2 separate regions of the Gossypium raimondii genome follow, and region 1 is linked to region 2. A link is a contact called in public Hi-C data. All regions are on one chromosome and are shown on one strand. Each heading gives the region's core, a stretch centred on a gene start, on an enhancer-like site or on the middle of the called end of the contact. The rest is flanking DNA. Distances are from core to core; before and after follow the strand shown.

The links. A called contact is a pair of places that touch in the nucleus more often than the background predicts.
Region 1: a Hi-C map of leaf shows a contact between it and region 2, with 2.0 times the contacts expected there. The contact joins the enhancer-like site here to the promoter of LOC105778519 in region 2. A contact is called at or near these places in 2 of 2 Hi-C or Micro-C datasets (both in leaf).

The regions. Positions count from the first base shown.
Region 1 is chr10:18,185,157-18,188,949 of ASM2569854v1, forward strand. It overlaps the pseudogene LOC105775315. Among protein-coding and RNA genes, the nearest start is that of LOC105776293, 27 kb to the right of the region's middle. Within about 2 kb of position 1,530, the one cell type or tissue checked has open chromatin away from gene starts, as enhancers often do. A contact at or near this core is called in leaf, where this site is marked.
Region 2 is chr10:18,070,356-18,074,096 of ASM2569854v1, forward strand. It overlaps LOC105778519 (protein FATTY ACID EXPORT 3, chloroplastic), which reads right to left and starts at 2,069. Exons shown (of 7, transcript XM_012602243.2): 1 at 1,697-2,069; 2 at 1,203-1,581; 3 at 873-1,040; 4 at 731-777; 5 at 584-621; 6 at 43-135. The coding sequence starts at 1,936. The coding sequence ends at 57.

The sequences.
Region 1 (3,793 bases), core at 280-2,779, 110 kb after region 2:
TCTTTTGAAAAGAAGACACAATAATTTTTATGTAAAATTGTCTTGTTTCCTTCCTATTATATTGTTTTTACGTAATCGTTTAATTTTTGAGGTTTAATGGCCAAATTTTCCTCAATAACTCTACTTTAATTTGATTAATATTAGTTTAAAATAAATTTATCACTACATTTTTAATTTAATATTAAAATTTATTTATTCTATTTGATTGAATTTGTTTACTAAATTTTAATTTTATTGTATTTTGTTATTCATTTTTTATGAAGAGATGATTTAAGAAAAATAATGTTTTTATGATTTTGTTTTAGTATTTGACAATAATAGTTCAATTAAGGCTTAGTATATGAGGCATTTTTTTAATGTGGTACATGTGTTAATTTTGGTCTAATTTGATACTTGTATATGATGTTAACTTTTAGTATTTAATTCAAGTTTTAGGGTTGATTTGATGAAAGTTAACTTTTAATACTCTTATTAGGTTTGAATTTTTATGATTTTGTTAATAGAATAAATTTAGTATTAATTGTGAAATTATTTAATTTTGTATTTAATTTGTCAAATATAATCGATGGATATGATTTAATTTGGGTTTAGAGTTGATTTAATGAAAGTTAAATGCTAATATTATTAGTTAATTATGAATTTTGTCAAATCAATTCTAAAACTCGAATTAAACAATTAAAAGTTAACATTGTTACTTTTGGGTATCAAAATATATAACTTTTGTCAAAAATAGGTGTTAGATTAGATAAAAAAAGTAATACATGTACCACAATAGAAAAAAAAGTGTCAAATTCAAGTAACAAAATTATATATTAAGCCTTCAATTAATTCAATTTTAGAAATTAAAAAATATTTTATAAAAATTAAATTGATTTTTTTTATTTTTCAAGTCAACCTTTTATTAAATAAAATGATGGGATAATTTTTTAAAAAATTAACATATTATTAATTATTTCAATAAAATATTAGAAATAACATTTTTTAAATTTTGCTTTGGAATCATCCAAATATAATAATGAAGGGTAAATTTTAATTGCAAAACAAATTAATAAAATTGAAATTTGAAGTAAAAATTGAAATCACATACAAAATAGAAAGAAGAGCAACGAAAGATTGGTGGCAGTAATTTTATCCTTTAACCCATTCTTGTTATTGAAAATAAGAAATTCAATTTAAACCTGACACATATTCCGGAGAAATTAAATTGAAAGCGATAGGTGGGGAAATTCCAAGCCCTCATTCATATTCATATCATTTTAAGCGTGAAGATGATTCAAATTCAATTTTATTTCTGGGGATGAACATATATTTATTTCAAAGTCAATTACGAATTTAATGCCCTACTCTTAAGGAATGTTTAAAAACAATGGAATTCCATTCCCAAAATTACAGCCAAAAGGCTTTTAAATTTCCGCGAAATTTCTTTATTCTCCCTGCAGTTTTTGAAAATGGGTTTAGCAAATGAAAACAAAAGCATGGAGGTTGGTCTGAGAAGGTTCGGGGACGAGCAGAGCACGCTGCTGGACCAGTTCGAGAGGCTCTCCTTTGAGGCGCAGTTGAAACAAGCTATATTGGGTCGGAGCCTGTCGGAGTCAAGCCTGGTTAAAAGGTGCCGCTGCTCGCAGTTGTTGGCACAACCGCCAGCGGCGGCGCAGGTGGGTAAAGGGCGTTGTGGGTCTGGTTTCAACAGGGTCCTGAAGAAGTTGATGAAACCAATACTTGGTGGGAAAGGAAATGCTGAAAAAAACCCGGTGACCAACCCTAACAATTCCATGTTTTTTAATGCTTTTAGCAGGTCTCTACGCTTCTGATGAAATAAAAATCTTGTTTCATTCCTTTTTGTCATCCCATTTTTCTTTTTGGTAAATGCCAATCAATTATCTTTACGTATTCATTAACCAGACTCAGCAAGTTCCAAAAGCTGATACTTCCCTTCACTTCTCCTTTTTTTTCCCTATCTGATTATATTTGGTCATCATTCCATATTCTCACAACAAAGACCGCCATTGCAAGTTTTGCATTTGGATGATTTTAAAGCAATAATAGTAGTGAAACTTTCAGTATCATGGAGCAGGATGCTGGCTGCTCAACGATATCATTCTGGCATTGTTAGATGTTAATTAATATAAACAAATAAATTAAACGGAAAAAAAATGTCTGAAAATGGTTCTTGGTTTTTTTTTTGAAAGAAGAGAAAATTTTCTTGGTTGGTGTTTTGGGGCTCTCTCTTCTTCTTGTTACTCATGTTTGGGCTTAGTCCAATTGATAGCATTTCACTAAAATGGCATTTACAACCGTTGGATCAACATGTTAAAACTACAACCACAATCAAGTTAAGACCGTTGAGTAGAGTAGGGACGTTTTAAAGGTCATCTTCCAAAATAGCACCCAGCTTTAATAAGCAGGGGCAGACATGCCGAAACTGAAAACCATGGAAACGTTGAGCAAGACGCTGGATCTCAGCGTGTATCGGACCAATTTCCGAGCCAGGTGTCTCCTGGTCGAGCGAATGGCAGCAAGAGCATCACCTTGGATTTCCTTGTCCAAGGCAAACAGCAGAGCCTTTAAGCAAGGAAAAAAAAAGAGTCGAGGTGCTTATTTCGCAGCATCTGATCCGCTACCAGAAGCAGGAGGCAGCCAACCTTGAAGTGCGCCGAATCAAATTCCGCTAGGTCAGGATCTGTCGCCTTTGCTGTTGAACTGGAAGCTTGTTGTTGATGAACAATTCGTAGAAATATTTATGGAATTCATAATTTCATTTCATTTCTAAATAAAAAATATAGCCCGAGTAAATTCATTGAAATGGTTTAGTAATACAGAGTCGTAGTCACTTTTCTTGAACAAAATTACTTGCTATAATTTTCACTCGTTTATTATATACAGTTCTAAGAGCAACTTGTTCTGCGTGACATATAAAATATAATAGTAGGGTACACGCCGCCGTTTGCCGGCCTGCGATATCTGCTGTCAATTTTCGAATTCTGAATGGATGAGCGAAAATTGGATGCACCTGAACCTGATGATGATCTCCTCTTTAGTATCCCCCAAAGGTATTAATGCATACATTTCCTTTTCTTTCACTCGTTTTAGTTTTCCTTCTCTCATTTTCATCCTCAATTTTTTTAACCTTTTTCTTTTTGGATTCTACTCGTGTTTGTTTTAACGATTTAATTCAATTTTTATTTTAAACATTTAATATGGTAGACAAGCCCATGAACGCCTAATCAGCTATAAAATATGCCCAATATTATGCTGACTCTCACAATAACATTCATTGAGACAAAATTCTCAGCCCAGATGCCCTGATCAGTTATGGCTAGGTTTTTCACTCGCCCAATTCAAATCACTAGGGTGAGAAAGGGAGGGCCGAAGGGCTGAAATTTGGTAGGAAAACAAGTCGTCTGGCGCTAGACCTGTCCATGGGCCGGGCCGGGCCGATTTGGGCTGGACCTAGAAAAAATTCTCGGCCCGACTCTTAGACCCGGGCTCGGCCCGGCCCGGCCTATTTTTTAATAAACACCAAAAAATTATTTTAAAAATAAAAAAATAAAAATAAAAGTATTTTAAAAATATTTTAAAATTAAAAAATAAAAATAAAAAATATATATTTATTATATTCGGGTCGGGCTAAGTCTTAGCTAAAAAAATTGTGCCCGAGGCCCAGCCCGTATTCTAAACGGGCCTAATTTTTTTGTCCAAATCCATATTTCGGGTTTATATTTTTATCCAAACTCTCTTATATTTCGGGCGGGTCGTCGGGCTGAGCCGAACCGCCCGGCCATGGACAGGTGTA
Region 2 (3,741 bases), core at 819-3,318:
CATTAGAGCCAATGAACAAAGCATATATGTAAATAAACTAACCTCGAAAGAACACTTCAATTTCCTATCCCAGGTTTTAAGCCTGGCTTGTCATTTGGTAGAAGCTTGTATACATAGAATGCCGCCACCGCACCACTGCACATGATAGCAACTTTTCAGAGAAACTTAAAACTTTTGTTTAGCGCAATAAAGAAAGCCTTCGCGAACTAAAATTTAGCGAAGAATCCAAATGAAAAAGGAAAAGAAGAAAAAAAGGAACCGCATTATATATCTCACAGGAGCGTTACGAGCGTATGCTAATGAGAATATTAACACATGCAGGCAAAACTAAAATTTTCATGCAATAACAAAAGAACAAGAGAGAACAAACATTTGCAGAGGACTTGAAAGAAGCAAGGTAAAGGATCAAACTGTAACCTAATATAGCATTCATTCCTTCGTTTATACCAACATTAACTTTTAGCGCCCTATAATCATATTTTAGAGAACCAAGGCTGAAAACTTATGGTCATCAATGTCACACACAGTCTAGTTTCCATGTATAGATAACGGAAAATTAAAATGTTACAAGAACTTTATGAACCTGACTAAGGTTGTGAGAAAGCTGCCCAGAGTTGATGTCTGCAAAAAGGAATAATAAGAACACAAATCAGAAGCTGAGAACAAATTTGGTGAGGAATTAAAAACAATAAGGAAAACAAAAGGTTATACATAGAGATAGAAGCCCCACCTGAATCAGTGAGCTTAACGCCCTAAAAAATAAGACAGATGAGATGACTGCAGAAAATATTGTCCGGTTAGTAAACATAAAAGATGGTAATTTGATCCTATTAAGGATGTAAAAATTCAAAATTAAGAAAAAGGTTAACAACCTGCTTGCCCTTTGATGGCAAGAGGAGAAGACTGTCCTCCTTTGTATAATTTTAAGCTTGATACACTTGATGCTAGAAGAGCTCCACCTAGAATAACACCGAACCTAATTGCAGAAACACTCCCTGTCAACATGAAAGAAAGGAATCCCCCGACTGAAAGAATGGTACCTGCCAAACCCAAAAACGCACAAAAGAAATTTAAAGTTTCTGTTTATGTAATTCAACTTTTTCAAATAATGCTTTCTTAAACCGGTGTAGAATTGAAAATTGACAGGCATGATAGGGATAAAATTCACTGATTGTGTTAATGAATATGAAAATTTCCGATACCATAAGGTATGCCGACGTGAAAGTCAAGAACTTTGGAAATGTCATTGAAATCATCGGCAGAGGAATAGTATGTTCCGACAATTTCTTTGACTTGTGGAGGGGAATTCTCGGCTGCCGTTGAGAGGTAAACTTTGCCTTCTTCACTGGTTTCTTTAACTATTTCAATCAGATCGTTTCTGGCCTTTTCTGCTTGAATCTTAAGCTGCTCCGAAGTTTCTTTCAGAGTAACCAAAGCTTTCTTGGAGTAAACCTCGTAAGCTTCTTGGGACACGTTCTGCATCTTCAAGGCTTGTTCTTTGAAAGCTTCTAAAGCTCGTTGCCATGCTTCATTTGATGATTCTTCATTCTTTTCTCTCTCCACTTCTATTTCCGAATGCTTCTAAAAGAAATTCAAAAGTTGAAAACCATATTATTAGCAAAATTCAAAATAAAAGGATTTTTTTGAATCAAAAGAAAATTGCAAGTTATAAAAGGTCCTTTGAATTTCAACTCACTGATTCCTCGTGGGAAGCTGCGAAAGCGACAACAGATTGGCTGAAGGAAAGCCGCCGATCGAGTGGGCGAAAACTTAGGGCTAAACCTCTAGGAGCGGCGAGAGAGACTCTGCAGCCAGAAGGCGGCTTGAGCAGTAGAGACGGCGACAAACACGGTGGCAACGGAGAAGCGGAAGCACGGCTAAATGTCTTCAACGGCAGCAAGGCGCAGGTAGGGTTAAGACTTTTGATCGAATACATTTTCTCTATTACCAGTTTTCCTAGCAGTAAGCTAAGCTAAAGCGAAGAGAAGATAAGAGGGGGCTGTCTTTATTCGTTGCTTTCACTTGAATAAATGGATGTAAAACGGCGTCGGTTTAAAGAAAACATTATTTTGCCCGGGAAATAGGAAGTTGGAAGTTGGAAGTTGGAAGTTGGAAGAAACCGTTTCGATGCTATGCGATGCTTTGTTGACACGTAAATTGCTTTGAAATGTATATGAGTGGGCCCCAGAGAATCACAGTCGAAGCTCCAATATGGTACATGAAAACTACGTGGTTCTCTTCTCTTTCCAATTCTTATGAATTTATCATCACTCAATACTGTGATTATGAACTCTCCGCCGTTGGATGCTGTTTACCTTTTTCTCTTCTGTTGATAAATTGGATTTTTTAGTTGTTGTTCCAGTTAGTTTTTCTAATTTTTTTTATCATTAAATTTTGGGTATTACATAAGGGCATTTTACCAAAAAAAGCTATTTTTTTTAAAAATTATCGAAATGGGCCCATTATTTAATTATTTACCGAAATGGTTCATTTTCCGAAAAATCGCGTCCACGTCAGCGCGATGTCAGGGGAAGCGCAAGGAAATCGTGTCCACGTCGGTATGAAGTTGTCGATATAGCAACAAATCGCGCCTCTAGACGCGATTGTCGCCACGTCGAAAGCGCTACCGACATGGCCGCGATTTCCTGGCACATGTTTGCGGTCCGGGTGATGCGATTTTGCCGTTTTTCCCACGTTAGGCATTTTCGGCTTCTAGGGCTTAGGGTTCAGGCTTTTTAGGGTTTTTAGGTCCTGGAAGAAATAATTTCGAGTTGACGTTTCTGATCAAATAGTATAAAATCGCTTCTAGCAGGATACTATTTGAGAAGAATTTATGAAATCGCGCCCTAGTGGACGCGCTTTTGCTACAGTAGGTCATGGAAAAAATAATTTTTTTGACATTTCTGAGCAAATAGTATAAAATCGCTTCTAGCAGGATGCTATTTGAGAAGAATTTGTGAAAATCGCGCCCTCGTGGATACGCTTTTGCTACAGTAGGTCATGGAAGAAATAAATTTTTTTGACATTTCTGAGCAAATAGTACAAAATCGCTTCTAGCAGGATGCTATTTGAGAAGATTTTGTGGAAATCGCGCCCTCGTGGACGCGCTTTTGCTCTGAGAGCATGTTTAATGAGGCTATAAATTAGGCGTAAAATGCTCTCAGAATGCATAAGTCACAGTAGAAACAATTTAGAGAGGCTAAGAAGGCTAGAGTTTCAAATATGAGTGAACGTATTAGTGCTGTTATTTACTACGATGGTGAGGTTTGCCACACCAAGAATGGTGTTGTTTTTTTGTCGGAGAATACGGTGCGACTGGTTTTTAACCAGAATATAGATTTGACAGAACTTCGTAAAAGAATTAGGCGTAAAATTTTCGGAACGACGCCAATGAAAGTTCTGTCTATCACGTATCGATTTTGTTCTTTTGTTGATCAGGTGACATATGACTCGTTCGACATAAAAGGTGCTCATAGCTTGGAGGCAATGGTGCAGACTCATCTTGCTAGTGGAACACCTTATATTAAGTTATATGTACAGTTTACATCGCCAACTGATGTACTTGCGACCGGTGTTCGAGATGTATACACGACCCCTGGCCGACACTCGATTAGCGAGTTACAAAATATGGAACAGCCCATGTTTGGTAGCGGTGTCGAATGCACATCCCCTGCAAGACATTCTGTCGGTGGATGGGACATGTATGTCAGTGGCTCGACATTTGATGCTGGAAATACGTAT